Linked DNA regions of Mus musculus: region 2 is linked to region 1. The links are chromatin contacts, called in public HiChIP or PLAC-seq maps. All regions are on one chromosome and are shown on one strand. The core of a region is the stretch at or near the end of the contact, and the rest is flanking DNA. Distances in the headings are between cores, read along the strand shown. Region 1 has its middle 43 kb from the start of Dsp. Region 2 holds the start of Snrnp48 (small nuclear ribonucleoprotein 48 (U11/U12)).

The links. HiChIP or PLAC-seq counts read pairs in DNA pulled down with a chosen protein or histone mark.
Region 2: a contact with region 1 is called in an H3K27ac HiChIP or PLAC-seq map of embryonic stem cells, with 6 read pairs. The contact joins the promoter of Snrnp48 here to the enhancer-like site in region 1. A contact is called at or near these places in 2 of 39 promoter capture datasets (both in the 3T3-L1 cell line), 1 of 484 Hi-C or Micro-C datasets (cortical neurons), 8 of 115 datasets of contacts at active chromatin or transcription factors (CD8 T cells, embryonic stem cells, extraembryonic endoderm stem cells and 2 more) and 4 of 9 other capture datasets (adipose tissue, embryonic stem cells, liver and 1 more).

The regions. Positions count from the first base shown.
Region 1 is chr13:38,104,607-38,111,367 of GRCm38.p6, forward strand. No RefSeq gene overlaps it. Among named protein-coding and RNA genes, the nearest start is that of Dsp, 43 kb to the right of the region's middle. Within about 2 kb of position 4,650, at least 13 of the 459 cell types and tissues checked have an H3K27ac peak or open chromatin away from gene starts, as enhancers often do. A contact at or near this core is called in embryonic stem cells, where this site is marked.
Region 2 is chr13:38,199,698-38,206,374 of GRCm38.p6, forward strand. It overlaps Snrnp48 (small nuclear ribonucleoprotein 48 (U11/U12)), which reads left to right and starts at 5,242. Exons shown (of 9, transcript NM_026382.2): 1 at 5,242-5,431. The coding sequence starts at 5,276.

The DNA.
Region 1 (6,761 bases), core at 3,400-5,899:
CTGGAACGGCCTAGAAACCTCCAAGCTCACCCCTAGTGACACACTTCCTCCTCCAACAGGGACACACCTCCTATTCCTTGCCTAAGGAGTCTACCAATTGGAAATCAAACCTTCCAATAGATGAACCAGCAGGGGGCCGTTCTCGGCGCATGTACATGCACACACCCACTTACGTACATATGTACATACACATGTGCGTGCACATGCACATGCCCGTGTGCACATATGCACACAGTTAGTTCTCCAGAGTCCTCTTACTTTACATTCTTCATGCTACACACTTGCTCAGCCCCCATACTTTCTGAGCCAAGCTCCTGACTTTGCCCCCTACCTCCTCATTCTGGAGTCTGGATGTCTGAAGCCCCATGAACCTTGGTATCACTCGTTGTCCATCAGGGAAGAACCAGCACAGGATCCACTGCTAATTGCCACGTGACAAATGCCCCATTTGACTGTAATAGTGGGTCATTTTGGAAAACTGGGAGGGAGAGGTGTCAAGGGGACAATTTTCATGCCAGTGGCTTTCTGGTTGGACTTTAAGACTCTTGCTTCTGTGGCTTCTGAGACAGCTCGCTTTCCCTCCATCAGATTTACAATCCAATAACCCAGTTTAGGGTGTATATTTCAAGGCGAAGGGGAACTGACTGTACGGTGGCTTGCCCTGCCGCTTGCACGTGAAGAGGAAATGCAGCGGTCCTAGAATGTACGGTATCTACAGGTCCAGCATTTCTGATCCCACTTCTCACCCAATCCAATCCTCTCCCTGCCCCCCCCCAACTATTTACCTAGAAGTGCGCGCCCCCGCCTCCCCCACCTGCCTCCTCCGAGCTCCACACACAACCAAATCCTTTCTTATAGCTTAGCACACTCCTGGAGTGTTTGCCCTGATTTTGTAGCCAAAAAAGTCAGTCACTCCACACTGGCAAGATGAGAATCTTTGATCCCTCACCAGAAGGAAGTCCTGTCCACTCTTCTGTGCTCCCTCAGGACCTTCCCCTCCTCCTGGGGAGCCTTCCTGTCCCCACCCATCTCCTCCTACCCCCTACCCATTTCTGTGTTACCATTAGTCTGTCTATATCCCTTGTTATAGTGAGTGCCAGAGGCTGACATTGAGGAGTCTCTTCTATGTGTACTTATTCATTAGTTTTTAATCTGTCATGTGTGTGCGTGACCGTGACTGCAGGGGAGCTGAGGCAAGCAAGCAGACGGACAGATGGATGCCAGAGGATGCGTTTCCAGAGTCAGCTCTTTCCTTCCACCCTGCCAAGGGAGGGCTCTCTTGTTTCTGCTGCTAGCTGGCCTATGAGCTGCTGGGGGATTTTCTTTCCTGTCTCTACCTCCCACCTTATGGTAGGAGTGCTTTTGTTGTTGTTGTTGTTTAAACAAAACAAAGACAAGCTTTTTCTATGCATTCTGGGGCTCGAACTCAGGTTGTCAGGCTTGCAGGCAAACGCTTTTACCTGCCAAGCTACCTCACTGGCTCTCCACCTTATTATTATTATTAATAATATTATTATTTTGAGACAGGATCTCCCACTGAACCTAGGACTTGCCATTTTGGTGGTTCTGGCTCACCAGCAAGCCCCTGGGACCTGTCTAGGTGACAGGCATGTGCCGCCATGCCTGGCTTTTATGTGGCTGTTGAAGATCCTAACTCAGGTCTTTCCTCATGTTACACAGCAAGCTCTTTATCCACAGAGCCACCTCCCCAGCCCTCTCCTTACTGTTTGCATTTGTATCACAGACGCCACAATTATCCTTCTCACATGCCGGAATAATGAACATTCTTTTGGCAATTTTACATAAGAAGAAAAAAAATTAATGAGGGGAATTTCTGAGCATGTTACATGCCAACAGGCTAGCAATCTCCCTGTAGGGTTGTCCTCATCTTTAGTAATTGGTTAGGCCGAAAATTACACTCCCAGAAAAATGAAACACTCCCATTTTGGGGAGACACTCCCAGAAAAGCTAGTAAATTTTCTCAAAGTCTTTGTTTATCTATATGATGGCATGGTGCCACAAAATAAATAATTACACATGCGAAATCTATAATTTGCTTTGTAATGAAAGATGGTATGCCAACTGGATCTACTTCTCCTCGGGCACTGTCTCCTAGGAACGAGCACTGGGACCAAGTGTGTGGGGTGGCTGCAGAATGCGACTTAGGACAAAGGAACCAAGAGAAAACAGTTCTCAATGGAAGCACTCTCTTGACAAGTCCACCCACAGCTGCCATACAGAAGTGACATTAAAGACTCTCTCTTAAGGCAAAGGAAGTACTAGTCACGCCACGTCATGTCACTTCACGCCACACCACGCCCTTTTATTTATGCTTTTGGAGAAGCTCATTTCATTTAGGAGTTTTAAATATTTGAGGACGTGTCCACTTGGCAGGTAACCTTACTCATCCACTTAATAGTGGGCGTCCATGAGAATCCCCTTCTGATCCAGTGGAAAGTTTAAAATCATCCAAGAAGTTGCTGCAGAGATTTGGAAGAAAGTAGACGTTAATAAGAAGCCCATGCTTAGAACTCAAACTCCCCTGACCCCACCTCTACCTCCCAAGTGCTAGGATTACAGGTGTGCACCCCACCCTGCTTGCTTATTCCACTAACTGTGTTACATATCCTCTTATCGAACAATTGGAGTTCTATATATAATATCCTAGATATTAAGTCTTTTGTCAGATATGTTTTCTGCAAATCATCCTCACATTGTATAGAGTACCTCTTTCCTTTCTTGGGCATGCCCTTTGCTGTATACAAGTTTTAAGTTCTGATGCCCTCTTATTTTTGCCTGTGTGCTCATGCTTTGATGTCACATCTGAGACGCCCCTGACACATCCAAGGTCATGACTGACTCTTGTGTTTGATTCTGGGCTTTAGTAGTTTGCTGGGTTTTAATATTTTAATGCTTTTTTTTTTAGGCCATTTCTCCATCAGTGTTACATTTTACACATGGCGAAATGTAACACGATGGAGGTCCATTTGTGTGGAAACCCTGCTTTCTGAGCGATGTTGAAAAGATTGCTCTTTACCTCACTACATAGACTTGTTGAAAGCGTTTGACCAGAAGCACAGGTTTATTTCTATGTGTCTATACTAATGGCAGTACCACACAGTTTTGGATTTTTTTAAGGTTTTTTTTTCAGGTTTATTAATGTGGACATGTGTGTATCTGTGTAGGGTTATACGCTCATGAGTAAAGTATCCGTGGAGGTCAGAAGACTGTATCAGATCACCTGGAGCTGGAGTTGTTGGCCGGGGTAATCACCCATGTAGGTGCTAAGAATCGAACCTGGGTCCTCTGGAAGAGCAGCAAGTGCTTATAATCTCAGAGGTGTCTCTCCAGCATAGCTTTGATTAGTGAGTTTAGTTTTGCAGCTCATTTTGACTTAGCAATGTGTGAGTCCTTCAGGTTTTTTTGTTTTGTTTTGTTTTTGTTTGTTTGTTTTTAACTTTCTCACTGTACTGATGTCTCTTTGGGGATCTTTGCAATTCCAAGTGAATCTGAGAGTTCTTTAAGCTTTTACAGAACAAAGAAAGGAAAACCCAAACAACCACAGCTGTCCCTTCTGCCCCAGGATTGCCATTTCCATGTTTGTGTGGGGACACACCCGCACCTGCAGCTCCTGTCCAGGACGTTCCCGGCATCCCAAGCATGGGGCTAAAGCTTCCTTGTGCTATGTTAGGAGTACAAGGAGAACGTAGGTGAGCCTGGGACCTGAGAGTCATTTCTTCCTTTAAAAAATTTTTAAGTAACATTTACTCTGTTTGTGTGTGTGTGCCTGCGTGTGCAATGTGTTTGGAGGTCAGATGGCAACTTTCAGGAGTAGACTCTTGCCTTTCACCATGGGGGTCATAGGAGTCGAACTCAGCTCAACAGGCTTGGCAGCAAAGTGCCTTAACCCAGTGAGCCATCTTGCTGGCCCTTCAGAGCCATTTCAATGAGTTGAAATGTGTGTGCTTATATTATTTATCTGCCCTCTTTGCCAACTAATCCAATTTCCTGCTTTAAGGGGGAAAATATAATCCTAATGGCTCTTTGGAGGTGTTGGCTCTTTTCCATCATGAGTTTACCAAGTGCCTAGGATGCTCTGGATTAGGCAGTGCAATGAACGTATAATCTCAAAGAATTTAGGAATGTATAGGGGAGCTTGTATGGTGGATAGCTGCATGAAAGGTGCTGTGTTACTAAGTATAATTTCTTTGTTCAGACAATATAAAAGGTCCAGGAGCAGTAAGGCCGTACTGCCCTGTGAGAACAGCAATGAGCAAGGGTTGCCCATAGAAACAGTACATCATCCACAGCTACCTTTCCTGAGCTAGACGACAAGAAAAGACATTCTAGTGCTTCAAAGGGTGTGACAGAGAAGGATGAAGCAAAATCCGAGGCTCAGCAGGAACGAGCAGAATAGCTCTGTGAACACTCTAGAATCTCAGTTTAACCAACCCAGTCCTGCTGGAGACGAGAGGCCCCAGCTGCAGAGCCAGGGTGGAACGCCGTGCGGGGAGCCATGAATCAAAAGGAGTAGTCTGGAATTGTTGGGGCTGTGGATTTATAGGCTCGTCTCACAGGCTCTTAGCCACAGCCTTTCCAGTTTCCAGAGGACCCATTGTTCCCAGCGGGAAGGTGGGATGTGGCCCTCAGCATACAGCAGCAGGTGCAGGAGCTGGGAGCCAGCGTCAGGCACACCCCAGTCTCTAGCTTTTGTTCTGTAGCCACCACCCTAGCTGAGGCTATTGAAATAGCCTTTTGTCTGACCTCCCTGCCCTCGGGCTCACCCCTGCCCTAAACCACAGGGCCATCCATGGCAGCCTAATGTACCACGGTTTTCAACACCGTGTTGTCCAATACTCAAAAGTGCTGTCTAGCTTGGACCCAGGGCTTCTCTCTCTAGAACAATTTCAGGGGTTTCCATGGTTCTCCCCAACCCTTACACGCTTATAGTGCTGGGCTTGAACCTGGGGCCTTGTGTTCAAGTTAGCCAGGAAAATGCTCTGCCATTGAGCTGTATTTCCAGCTCTGAGTTTGCCTGTTGGGAGCCGCCCCCACATTCGCCGTTACAAGATGGCGCTGACATCCTGTGTTCTAAGTGGTAAACAAATAATCTGCGCATGTGCCAAGGGTATCTTATGACTACTTGTGCTCTGCCTTCCCCGTGACGTCAACTCGGCCGATGGGCTGCAGCCAATCAGGGAGTGACACGTCCGAGGCGAAGGAGAATGCTCCTTAAGAGGGACGGGGTTTCGTCTTTTCTCTCTCTTGCTTTTCGCTCTCTCTTGCTTCTTGCTCTCTTGCTTCTTGCTCTCTTGCTTCTTGCTCTCTTGCTTCCTGCACCCTGGCTCCTGAAGATGTAAGAAATAAAGCTTTGCCGCAGAAGATTCTGGTCTGTGGTGTTCTTCCTGGCCGGTCGTGAGAACGCGTCTAATAACAATTGGTGCCGAATTCCGGGACGAGAAAAAAAACTCGGGACTGGCGCAAGGAGGATCCCTCATTCCGGAACCAGAACTGCGGATCACGTTTATAAAGGTTCCCGTAACACAGACTGTTGAGAAGGATTCAACTGCCGAATTCAGAACTCATCAGCTGGGGAACGACGGTGATAAAGGTTCCCGTAAAGCAGACTGTTAAGAAGGATTCAACTGTATGAATTCAGAACTTTTCAGCTGGGGAACGGCGGTAACCCGTAAGTATAGCTTTACAAGATAAGTCTGATCTTGAACTTTCTAACGAAATTCAAGACAGTCTATCAGAAGTAAAGTGGAAAATGTTTGGCCTTGAATTTTTTCTGGTGTTAGGAGCCCTTTTGTTCCTTTTCACATGTTATCAAGTGATTAAGATAGGGCTGAAAATTCTAGAGGAAATTCAGGGCAGTCTATCAGAAGTAAAGCGGGGAGAGAGAGTAGGAGCAAGGAGAAACGGTAAGTATACAGGCCTTTCCAAGGGTCTTGAACCCGAGGAAAAGTTTAGGTCAGGTAAGAATACCTGGAGAGAGATTAGAAGAAAAAGAGGAAAAAGGGAAAAGAAGAAAGATCAATTAGCGGAGGTCTCTAGGAAAAGGAGCCTGTGCTCATCGCTGGATGGGCTCGGGGAGCCAGCTCTTAGTAGCTCTGAAGCAGGTGAAGAATTCTCCTCTGAGGAAACAGACTGGGAGGAAGAAGCAGCCCATTACCAGCCAGCTAATTGGTCAAGAAAAAAGCCAAAAGCGGCTGGCGAAGGCCAGTTTGCTAATTGGCCTCAGGGCAATCGGCTACCAGGTGCACTCCCGCCCTATGCGGAGTCCCCGCCCTGCGTAGTGCGTCAGCCCGTAGTGCGTCAGCAATGCGCAGAGAGGCAGTGCGCAGAGAGGCAGTGCGCAGACTCATTCATTCCCCGAGAGGAACAAAGGAAAATAGAACAGGCATTTCCAGTCTTTGAAGGAGCCGAGGGTGGGCGTGTCCACGCTCCGGTAGAATATGTGCAGATTAAAGAAATTGCTGAGTCGGTTCGTAAATACGGAACCAATGCTAATTTTACCTTGGTGCAGTTAGACAGGCTCGCTGGCATGGCACTAACTCCTGCTGACTGGCAAACGGTTGTAAAAGCCGCTCTCCCTAGTATGGGCAAATACATGGAATGGAAAGCGCTTTGGCACGAAGCTGCACAAGCGCAGGCCCGAACAAACGCAGCTGCTTTGACTCCAGAGCAGAGAGATTGGACTTTTGACTTGTTAACGGGTCAGAGAGCTTATTCTGCTAAACCTGATAAGAGGTATCAAT
Region 2 (6,677 bases), core at 3,992-6,491, 96 kb after region 1:
CATAGTATAAAAATAGCCCTTGTAAGTCTAAAATAAAAGGAAGAAGAAAACTGAAGAGACTGGAGTGGGGGGAGGGAGGGAGAGAGGAAGGGAGGGAGGGGAGTGAGAGAGAGAACTCAATTCTTTTTTTTCTTTCTTTATTAGGTATTTTCTTCATTTACATTTCAAATGCTATCCCAAAAGTCCCCCATACCCCCCCCACTCCCCTACCCACCCACTCCCACTTCTTGACCCTGGCGTTCCCCTGTACTGAGGCATATAAAGTTTGCAAGACCAAGGGGCAATAGCTCAATTCTTAAACACCTCAGGCTTCTATCACATAGCACTGAGCTCCTGCCTCTAACAAATGCATTACGCCTGAGTTCTGGAGGCTGGAAGGCCACAATTCAGGTTCTGCAGAGCTGACTTCTGCTGAGACCGATGATTGCTTGCAGCTGAGCATCCTTTTCATCATGGCATTTGTTTTACTGTCATTTGTCCCTCATACTCCTCCTCCCCTCGCTGGTTCCCTCTCCCCCAAAACAGCCCTTCCCTCCTCCTTTGTTGTTTTGTTTTGTTTTTCAAGACCGGGGTCATGGGGGGAGGTGTTTCTGTGGAACACTCCTGGCTCTCCTGGAACTCACTCTGTAGACCAGGCTGGCCCAGAACTTACAGAGATCTGCCTGCCTCTGCCTCCCAAGTGCTGGGATTAAAGGCATGAGCTAACACTGCTCGGCCCCTTCTGCTTTTATGTCACATGTATTCCATCACTCTCCGTCCTTTTGGGTCACACCTCCTCTCAATCCTTTTTCTTGTCACACACACACACACACACACACACACACACACACACACACACACACACACGAATCTGAATTCTGCATATGAGGGAAACTATGGTGTTTGACTTTCTGGATCAGGCTTACTTTGTCTAAACGTAATGGTCTCCAGTTCCGTCCACTTCTGTGCACCTTCATTACACATGCCGCAGCTGAGTAAAATTCCGAATTCCGTCATGTGTATTTACCAGGTTTTGCTGGTACCCATTCATCTGTTGATTCCTAGACTGCTTCTGTATCCTAGCTGCTGTGAGTAGCCCAGCAGTGAGCACGGACGTGCCATTATTTTTGTGGTATAAAGGATGGAATGCTTTGTGGGTTTGCACGTCACTCTTGCACAGAGTCACACTAGCCTCTCTCTCACTCCGATTTGTGCTGTGTGAGAGAGGTGTCTTTAATAAAGACTTACAAAAAAAAATAAGGACCTCAACTTCACACTTTTGCTTGATCTCATCTCTTTAATAGCCCTACCTCCAAACAAAGTCACGTTGTGACTGTTTGAATATAGATGCTGGGGAGACCCCACCTCAGCCCATAATAGAAGCCTGCATAGAAAGACTAATGGGGATACATCAAAGACACATGCGGGCACATCTTAATCTGGCCTCCATTGACCAAACATAGGGTGACTCTAGTATCAACAGGAATAGTAAGTATACTTTATATAATATAATACTAACTTTTAAAACTACATCTATTTAATTGAACAGAACTCTTGTTGAAATAAGCAGCAGGAGGAAGCTGATGAGGCAGTTTCATAACGTTAGTGTGGAGTGGTTCCTCGGGTTGGAAGAGCAACCAGAGACACAGGGTCAGCTGGTGAATCTTTCCTACATTCTCCAGGTTTCTGTAAAAGCTGTCACTAAACTCTGAGATGAGATGGGACTGTTGGGCTGGCAAGATGCCCCAGAGCATAAGAGTGCTCTGCGGTGCAAGCTTGAAGACTAGAGTTTGATCCCTGGAAGCCATGAAAAGTGGGAGGAGAGACCTGAGTCCACAGAATTGTCCTATGGCCTCCACACACATGCTGTGGCACTGACCAAAACCAACCCGGAGAGGAAACGACTTACTACATCCCATAGGCACGAGCTCAAGCAGGAACCACAGAGGGTCACTACTATAGCTTGTTTGCTTTTATAATCTTGGACTTTCTGCCCAGGTGTGGCACTCCTGGCACCAATCATTAATTGAGGAAATGCCTCACAGCCAGGCTCACAAACCAACCCGACAGAATCAAATTCTCAGCTGAGATTCCCTCTTTCCAGGTGACTCTTCGTGCCAAGTTGACAAAAGCTAACCAGCACACATCGATAATACATTCTAAAGTTTTTTTTTTTAAACAAAACAAAACAAAAGAAAACAAAACCAAAAACCACAGGGCTGTCTAAGACACAGCTCATGCTTCACCTGGGCTGAGTTTTGATTTCTTTCACACACACTGGGCAGCCATAGAAACAGAAATCTAACAACAGTCATCTTGGCATCTCCAAAGTTGTTCTCACAGTTTCCCTGTTGGTACAAGCAACAGAAAAAGGGAAGAAGCTGTGGGGTTGATAAATAAGGAAGCCAAGACCCATTTCTTTCCATAATGTGATTTATTAGAGAGAAAACCTCACAACCACTAGGGACCATGATCAGGCCTTGGGGTAGGACAGCATTAGGAAAGAAAGCTTTAAAGTGGAAGAGTAGAAAAGATCTCCCTCATGAAATCGTGGATGGGGAGAACTGGAGCAGACAATACCTCCACGGAAATCCCTCAAATAAAGGAGATTCTCTGACTTTTAGTTTGGGAGAGTTGGCATGACATTCTACATCGTATTATTTAATCTGACTTGGCTTACATGCCAAGGAGCCAGGTACTGGGTAGAACCATAAATTTACCTTGCAGATATGGGCGTGGGAGGGGGTTAGGTTGGCTTGCTTCCAGCTCGTCTGCTGTGTGCTCTAACCTCCACAGCAGGCATTTATCAGCTGCAGCCAGAATTCTGGGAATTCTTGGGAAGGGGCAGGGAAGGGACACAGTTAGCTGGTCTGTAATCTAACACCTACCATTTGGCTATGAAACTAAGATAAAAGGGACAGCATGAGAGGAGTGTGACTAATGGCTCTAGAACTCAACCCTGGCTGTCTTTTGACTGCTGCCATGTTTTCTTCATAATAGTCATTTCTTATCGGTTAGTGACTAAAGTTACTATTTCTTCTTCTTCTTCTTCTTCTTCTTCTTCTTCTTCTTCTTCTTCTTCTTCTTCTTCTTCTTCTTCTTCTTCTTCCTTTAAATTAAAAGGTGGGAACTATGCCATTGGAAATGATTGGCAGCCAAAATTTCCCTTTCTATTTCTTCCACTGGTGGTAAACGATGTGGGGAGAGAAGCAAAGATCTGATATGGAGGCAAATGTGATTCAGTTCTAGGGATCAAAACAATACAGGAAGATTAAATGTGGAGTCGTACAAGGGAAGAGATACACTTGTGTATAAAGCAAAGTGCATGACACTATAATAAAAGAGCTGTGTCAAAGACATGGGGGATGGAAGAAGATGACTTCCACTGGCCAAATTCAGACAAATTTGGATAGTAACAGGAACTATTATGATAATGAAATAATAATGCTCAATTTTAAAACTTAATTCATTTCCCCTCCCCCTCCCCCCAGCCTCAGCACCCCCACCCCCACCTATGAATTAAGTTTTAAGATGTGAACAGAACACTATACTATGGTGGTTAGTGTTAACTGTGAAGCTGACAAAATCTAGAATCGCCTGAGTTGGGCCTCTGAGTATGCCTGTGACAATAGTGTTTTTTTCATGTGATTTTTATTATGAACATGTAGCGTGTGTCTTTATTAGCAATGACCTTTCTTTAGATAAGCACGCCGTGATCATCCATAAGGTTTCTGCTTCTGACACACTTGTTATTAAATTGGTTATTTGACACAACCACATGGTGAGTTCCAGGATGACTCATAAACCTGCTTTTGATAATTTTATTATAAACAAAAATGTTTATATTTGGTTTTTATTGAATTGAGCTTATCTATATCAAATTCCCCTTTTAGAAAAATGACTGCATAGCTAACTGCTACTCTGGCAACAGGCATCCATGTGGTACACAGACATATATGCAAAATATCATAAAATGCACTTTTTACATGAAAAATATTCAAGACAGCATGTTACTACCTGAGAGTTACAGTATTCTATGTTGTTAACAGGATGCTTTACAAACTGTTAAACTGTCACTGAACTAACATTTAGTCTCAGTGAATACAGTGTGGCCAATGACCACCTAGTGATTTCGAATTCAGGACCACCACTCTCAGGAGGAGAAGCCAAATGTAACTCAGACAGGAATTTGGTCTCTTAGATACCCCAGCACAGTCTCTCTCTCTCTCTCTCTCTCTCACACACACACACACAACAGGGTTTCTCTGTATATCCCTGGCTGTCCTGGAACTCACTTTAGACCAGGCTGGCCTCGAACTCAGAAATCTGCCTCCCAAGTGTCTGCCTTCCAAGTGCTGGCCAAGAGCCTGGCTCTCTCTCTTCCTTCCTTCCTTTCTTTCAAAGATTTATTTATTTATTATATGTAAGTACACTGTAGCTGTCTTCAGACACACCAGAAGAGGGCATCAGATCTCATTACGGGTGGTTGTGAGCCACCATGTGGTTGCTGGGATTTGAACTTCGGACCTTCGGAAGAGCAGTCGGGTGCTCTTACCCACTGAGCCATCTCACCAGCCCTCTTCCTTTCTTTCTTAAAGATATATCTATCTATCTATTTATCTAATGTATAGGAGTACACTGTAGCTGTCTTCAGACACACCAGAAGAGGGTATCAGATCCCATTTTAGATGGTTGTGAGCCACCTTGTGGTTCCTGGGAACTGAACTCAGGACACCTCTGGAAGAGCAGTCAATGCTCTTAACCAGTCCTGTTCTAAATTAAGAAATAATAACCAATTATAGCCAATTGGTTAAAACATAATAAATTGCTTTAAAAAGAATTTGAAGAGCCGTTTCAGGAATTTTCTGTTTGATCATGCATTGTGATTATGTAGGAAAATGTTCTGAGGATGTGCATAATAGCATTTGGGATAAAGAATCTAGAAGTAATTGTAAGAGGGAAAACGCTAATGAGCTGGAGAAAGGCTACACTGACACTTTCTGTGTTGTTCTTTAAACTTTCCTGCCGATATAAATAATTTCTCCTAAAAACATCGAAGGAGCAGCGGAATGATGCTCAAAGCTGGGACGCAAGTTCTAACCTGCTACGCAAACTAAACCCAGAAGAGCGTGGAAACACCTTTCAAAACTACCGCTTCCGCCCTGCCCGTCGGCTCTTCCCGATAGGCTGGCGCCATCCCGGGGCCCCGCCCACGGCTCCCAGAAGCCCGTGCGCGCCCAGAAGCTCGTGCGCGCCCAGCAGTTCCGCCTCTTCCTGCCTGAGGTGAGCTGCCATCATGGAGACCGAACCTCCTCCTCTGGAAGAGCGGCGTCGGCTCCAGGAGGAGCTGAGCGAGTTTGTGGAGAGCTGCTGCCGGACGCTGGAGGAGGTGACGGCGTCCCTGGGATGGAGCCTGGATCAGCTGGACCCCGGGGACGAGGCGGAGGCCGAGGTGAGGGGCGAGGTTGCCCGGCCTTTCCCGGGCCGCTGACTTCTCGCCGTGGGAAAGGCGCCCGGGGAGCCCACTTCTCTCCATCCCGGTGCGATGCAGGGGAGGACAGGGCTCGTCCGGTGCATATCCCGGGGGCGCTGCTGCTGAGGTTGGCGATTTGCTTCGTCATGATATAAGGATTCTGCATTGCGTTAGATTCAGTGTTCACTTTTCTCTATCTTAAACCCGGACGCTTCCCACTCGGACAGGACCGATTGTGGGACGATTAAAGGGCGCCACCAAGGAATGGTAGCTAGTAGCGGACCCCTAAGGAGTGTATTAGAGTGAATTATCCTGACTTATTTAATAGGTGCAGGATAGAGGGAATTTGCGTTGCGCGGTGATTTCTTATACCCTCTTCATTTACTATGATGCAGTAACAAGGTTTAAGTCATATGTCGATGGAAATATTTAAGATATATGCAATTTACGTACAAGCTAATCACCATTGTCTTAAAATTGAAGTGGAAATTGGAAAGAAAAAAAACCCTTCATTGTACCTTTACAAGTATATTTGGAGTTGTGAATTAACCAATATAGTTCATGGCTTAAAGCCTAGTAACGATGCTGTAAAAATGGATTTGGGGGACAACTGAAAAAGTTTGAGGTATGAATTGATAATTTTATGAAATTTCCAGACCATTGAGAATGGAGGGCCCCACCACTCCTTCATTTATTATCGAGATATTAGACAACATCGTGATATTAACACTTAACACGTTCTAAATGGCACTGCGTTACTTCATTTAAAATTCGTATCCCAAGGAGGCTAGAATAATTGGCAGCATTTTACAAATGAAGAAACAAAAACATCCCAGTGGGATTGGCAACTGGGACTTGCAGGCCTTCTGATTTCTGAGGTGTATTTTGCTTAACCGCTATATGAAAGTCCATTGTAAAACTCCCAGATTATCCAGTAAACCGTGAAGTACATGATTATCTGATACTCACTGTTGTAACTGGCTTAAAAAATCTGGTAAATGACATTGATAGTTTTGAGACTAGTCCAGATAATTAATCAATTTCCATGTTTCATGTGCACTTGTAGAGTTTGTCATGGTAACAGTGGGGGGAGGGGTAAAGAAATGACAGCTGTTATTGTGTGGCAAAGTCTGTAATGGGGGGAGTTGAAATTTTTGTAGTACTGGTTATTATAGACTATGATGGGTCAGAAAAAGCATCTAGAAAAGTATATTCTTTAAAATCT